Regions from separate parts of the Bos taurus genome. Here region 2 is linked to region 1. A link is a contact called in public Hi-C data. All regions are on one chromosome and are shown on one strand. The core of a region is the stretch at or near the end of the contact, and the rest is flanking DNA. Distances in the headings are between cores, read along the strand shown. Region 1 overlaps CRYBG1 (crystallin beta-gamma domain containing 1). Region 2 overlaps CRYBG1 (crystallin beta-gamma domain containing 1).

What was found. Hi-C and Micro-C count contacts between places; a contact is called where the count stands out from the background.
Region 2: a contact with region 1 is called in a Hi-C map of an unstated tissue, with 2.0 times the contacts expected there. The contact joins two enhancer-like sites. A contact is called at or near these places in 2 of 11 Hi-C or Micro-C datasets (skin fibroblasts and an unstated tissue).

Annotation. Positions count from the first base shown.
Region 1 is chr9:43,385,996-43,388,695 of ARS-UCD2.0, reverse strand. CRYBG1 (crystallin beta-gamma domain containing 1) reads left to right here. Exons shown (of 22, transcript XM_003586468.6): 21 at 1,012-1,174. Among named protein-coding and RNA genes, the nearest start is that of RTN4IP1, 58 kb to the right of the region's middle. Within about 2 kb of position 1,330, at least 15 of the 102 cell types and tissues checked have an H3K27ac peak or open chromatin away from gene starts, as enhancers often do.
Region 2 is chr9:43,432,949-43,435,648 of ARS-UCD2.0, reverse strand. It overlaps CRYBG1 (crystallin beta-gamma domain containing 1), which reads left to right. Exons shown (of 22, transcript XM_003586468.6): 3 at 1-1,590. Among named protein-coding and RNA genes, the nearest start is that of RTN4IP1, 100 kb to the right of the region's middle. Within about 2 kb of position 1,403, at least 70 of the 102 cell types and tissues checked have an H3K27ac peak or open chromatin away from gene starts, as enhancers often do.

The DNA of each region.
Region 1 (2,700 bases), core at 81-2,580:
GGATGAGATGGCTGGATGGCATCACTTACTCGATGGACATGAGTTTGAGTGAACTCTAGGAGTTGGTGATGGACAGGGAGGCCTGGCGTGCTGCAGTCCATGGGGTCATAGAGTCAGACATTACTGAGCGACTGAACTGAAAATGCCAACTTCTGTCTGCGAATTATCTTAATTCAAGGAAATGGCATCTTCCAGCAGTTATTTCTAATGAACATTTCAGTGATATTATTTAACAACTTTGAATCCAGTAGTTCAGTCAGTGAGAAAAAGTAAAGTGTACTAGATTATCAGAATCCTTTTATCTCAACATGGAATGGTACACTTTTCAAAAGCATGTTCTACATCAATTTGTGTGAATGCCATATGAAAATGACTACCATACCTTGTTTATATGTTAAAGGTAGATTCACTTCATAGAAGAAGCCGTAAGATTTTTGCATTAGAACACACTCTTTATAGTTGGATAGCGTGCCTTTGAAGAAAATTTTAGATATTTCTCATGAAGGAACACAAGAGAATAAATGGAATTCCAAGTTTTAAAATGATAAAATGCCCTTTTAGCAACTTCAGTGCTACAACAGCCTTCAAAATTAGAGATACAGTCATATGCTGGAAGCCTCAGGCTGAGCGGGGTAGATACATCAGAGAGGATTTAGCTACAGACCCAGATGCAGCTCATAGTCCTTTCTAGGAGCGAGAAGTAAATGATGGGCACTTATAGTGTTCTGAGGCTTCCCTTACTAATAAACCAGAGGACGTCACAAAGGGCTTAAGTCTCCTCATACAAAGGACAAAAACTGAGAACTTTCCATTACTGATGTCATCCGAAACGAAGGGCATAAATATTTGTTTGATCCCAGTTACCATGGCTAAACGCTGAAATACTCATGTGTAAATGAAGCTGGGAACGAAGGTAACTTTAAAAATCAGCTTACCCAGGGGACTGCTTACAAGGGTACTTGAATGTGTGTCCCTCCATGTGTAAGATACCTTGTCCTTTCTGCTGAGCAGATAGCAGAGGACTGCTGCCTGACCATCTCGGGGAGCCTCGTAACCTCTGGCTCAAAGCTGGGCCTGGCGCTCGAACAGAATGCTGACAGTCAGTTCTGGAGCATGAAGCCTGACGGCAGGATCTACAGCAAGCTTAAGCCAAATTTAGTTTTAGATATCAAAGGTAAGGATTATTTCCCCTATCTGCCTTGTTGTGTCTTTCTTTAGTTAACTAAAAAGCTCTACTTTTGACATCGGGCGCACTATTAATAGTAAGTGATCCCTTATGCTGTGCCAGCCTCAGTGCTAAATAAACACTGTACACACGTCATCTCACGTGATCTCCACAGCAGCCCTAAGAGGCCTGTGTTATCCCTCCTCTCCCCATTTTACAGCCCCTCAGAACTGAAGTTCAGAGGGGTGAGTCAGTTTGGCCACACCCACAGTGCTGAGGTGGAATCTGGACATGGGCCGACTTTAAAGCATTTATTACAACAGACTAAAAATCACAAGTTAAAAGGCTCAGTCTATATAGCTGATGGTACTCATGTACATGCAAGTAACCTAAAATCTAAGACTGAAAAGTAATTAAAACGAACAACAAACACAGCCAAAGAGATTTCAACTGAACATTTGCTCAGTGAAGTTACTCTGGAGTGAACTGATTGATGGTGCCTGGAGAAGACCAAATACGTTTATTTAGGCAAGTGGTTTCCCAACTTTATCTGCATCAGAATCTCCTGGAGGGGCTGTTAAAACACAGATTGCTGGTCCCCTGCCCTCAGAGGTCCTGATTCAGGAGGTCTGGGGTACAACCCTGCATGTCTGACAGGGTTGCGGGTAATGCCCATACTGCCAGTCTGGGAGGACTACTGATGATAATTTTAAAATAAAACAAAGTTACCAAATGTAGACATGGGAATTTAGTAAACTCTTGTTGCTGCTGACAAGTAAATGAAGACAGTGCATTTTGTGTCATATGGGGTAATTTTGCTTTAAATTATTAATGGAGACTTTCTATTCCATATCAGAAAACCAGTGTGGTGATGTTTGTAAATTTAGTGAAACTATATAATATAACACACACACAGTTTTAAATTATGGCTAGAAAGTTGGCTCTGTTTTACTTGAGTCAGGGATCTAGACCAAAGCTGTCATTAAAAATTAAGATATAGGATTAAAGAAATAGCTTGTAACTGAGTTTTAAACTAACTTGTAGAAAATGGAGAATAAGCCTGAACATTTCCATCAGGGGCTTTGGTGGCCACTGATTCAGATCTGCGGGTGGGGAGAGTGGTCAAGCCACCTCACAATGGGGTCTGAGGTCACAGAGACTCAGAGGAGCAAAAGGTGCTCAGAGGCAAACCGAGTTCACTGAGACGGAGGCAGGGCACTACACTTACGGAGCAAAACTAAGCAACGTCTGGCTCCAGGCTGGATGGGGCCCAGCATCATACCTTGTATAAAATGCAACAGGAGACGAATGCATTGTAGGCTGGCACAACAGACTTGTCAATATGTACACAAGATACCCATTTTATAGATGATCAGCCTGAGGTTCATCGGTTGAGTCACTATCTTAATTCTTATTTGGATCAACTTGTTAAACTGGAGCTCCTCAGTCTGTACAAGATAGTTTTAACACCTCCAGAGAAGCCAAAGAAATGTGACTAATTGGAAACACAGATGTGGAGGGAAATATGGACTAGT
Region 2 (2,700 bases), core at 154-2,653, 47 kb before region 1:
AGCACAACCACCAGAAGAGAACAAAAGGAAGCCAGTTTTGGGAAAACTTGGCACTCTGTTCACGGCCGGAAGGAGAAGGAACAGCAGAAATGGGTTAGAGAGTCCCACCAGCTCAAATACCAAACCAGGCTCTCCCAAAGAAGTAACCTCTTCCAGACTCCCGGAAAGAGAGACTGAGAAGAGTCAACCTCTGAGCGGCCAACCAACGCCAACAGACGCATGCGAGGAGGGTTCCCCACAGGAGAAGTGCCAGGAGCCGGAGGGTGAACACCCCGAGGGCTGCGTGCAGGCAGCCCCCCCGGACGCCAAGCGATCACCTGGCCGGGGCAGCCATGCAGCAGCGGCTGTGCAGCAGGGCGGTGAAAGTGATTCACCCCAATTAGAACCTCTGGAGGCAGAGGGAGAGACCTTCCCAGATGCCACCGCCACTGCCGAGCAGCTGCATTCCTCATTAGAGAACTCCTCCAAGCGGGAGAACGCAGAGGCGCTCATCCGCAGTCCCGGGGAGGACGCTTCGCCCGGTGCTGGCCGCGAGCAGGAGCCCACCCAGGGATCGAGGGGCGTGCCGGGCTCGCCCGCCGGGGAGCATCCCGCCGACGGGGCCCCTCGCTTGTGTGCCCACCGAGGCTCTCCGGAGCCCCAGGGTGGGCTGAGCCAAGCCCCGGAGGACTCTTCAGCTCCGCCGGGCGACCCGCTCGCCGAGGGTGCGGAGAACCGGGCGGGCTCAGCACCAGTCAACGTCAAAGCCGAGCCCCCGGGGCAAGACTGCCGACCCCGCGAGCGCGCCCACCCAGCCAAAGTGCTGACTCTGGACATCTACTTAAGTAAGACCGAGGCGGCACAGGTGGACGAGCCGGTCGTGATCAGCCCGGGGGCGGGAGATTGCGGCGATTGCGACGACATGGAAAAGAGGTCGAGCGGCCGCAGGTCTGGGAGAAGGAGGCGGTCTCAGAGATCCACCGACTCCCCCGGCGCTGACCCGCCGTTGCCCGACTGTGAGCCCCGGGACGACACGGTGTTCGAGGACGAGGTGGCGCCAGACGCGGCCGCCGAGAATGGCTGTGCAGAAAAGAAAGTGAAATCTCCTCCGCAGGCGGCCCCCAATGGGGGCGTTGCCTCCGCTGCCGGCCTGGAGTCCAAGTCCAGCCCCAGCCCCAAAGGGCAGCTCCGAGGGGAGCCGGAGCGGAGCAAACAGCCGCCGCCCGCCTCCTCCCCCACCAAGAGGAGGGGCCGGAGCCGCGTCCCCGAGGCTGTGCCCACCTCGCCCGCAGGCGGCCCGCGGCCTACGGCCAAGGACTCCCCTCTCAAGAGGGCGCCAGACCCCGTCCCCAGCCCGGCCGCCAAGGAAAGCGGGGAGGAGGCGGCCCGAGTCATCCCCCGGGAGCTCACGGTTAAGAGCAGCTCGCTACTGCCTGAGATCAAGCCCGAGCACAAGAGGGGGCCGCTCCCCCACCTCTTGGATGGCCGGGGAGACGGAGGTCGAAGCAGAGACTTGGGCAGATCGGCTGGAGGTTCTGACGCCTTTGAGGGCTTGAAGCCCAGGAACCACTTCGGTGTGGGCAGATCGACGGTGACCACGAAAGTGACCCTGTAAGTAACTGCGGGGTCACTTGCAACATTATCATTCATAAACTGAATAGACTCATTCTATTTGAATTCTTGGATAAGTAAGCTTAAGAGTTGGGTTGGGCCAGCCCAGTGGCTCTTGAGGGGCTCGGAGTCTTTGCATTCGTGGAGGAACTGCCTGTGCATTGAATTTTCTCCTGGGTGGTGAAACTGAGATGGTGAAGGAGTAGTTGACACAGTTAAGGTTTAAGAAGATGGCCCGTTCAGGACCCTAGTCGGTTGTTATTAATAATTCCTATTAATATAAGGCTTTTAAGTTCAATGAATGTAAAAGTAAGATATCTCTTGAGGTTCAGTATTTACATAATAGACGACCACGTGGCTGGATTGGCGCTCATTCTATTCTTTATTCAAAATATACACCAGCATTCCTGGGTGGAACATTCTTAAAATGTAAATGCAGTGAATTTGAAAACAGGGAGCAAACTCTAGTGTGTACAGTACACCCAGTAACTTTGACATGTGTGCGTTTACAAGAATTCACAGAACCTTTTATGGAACTTAGTGCATTATTGGCCTAAAGCTTAAAAAAAAATCTCTAATACAAGCATCTCCGTTGTTTCTTCCCCTTTATGATGTTAGGAAGTTTGGTGACATTCTTGCTCCCAGATCAAAAAGTATTTTTCAGTTATTGAAATGAAGAAAAATTAGTGTTTTTACTGGGAAGCTGTTTGACAAATGAAAGGACACGTTAGAAGGATCAAGTTCAACAGCTGACTGTGACCACTGTGCTGTTAAGTGTATTGATTTTTCAAATATTTATTGAGTACCTTCTGTGCATGGTAGTGTGCTGGGAACTATGTGGGGAAAGCCACAACTGTGATTCACTGTATATTGCCTTTGAACAGTTTATGGCACAGTCCAGCACCCAAGATGCCGACAAATCAAATAATTATATGAGGTGATAATCTGATTAAACTGCCACATGAATGTTACCATCCCTAAGGCTGGGGGTGTGGAAAGGAGGAGGAAATCACTGTTGATTTTTTTTTTTTTTTTTTTTTTTTGGAGGAAGTGGGATTGTGCCTTGATGGTGAGTGAAGTCTGTATAGGCAGACAGGACAGGGAGGGCAC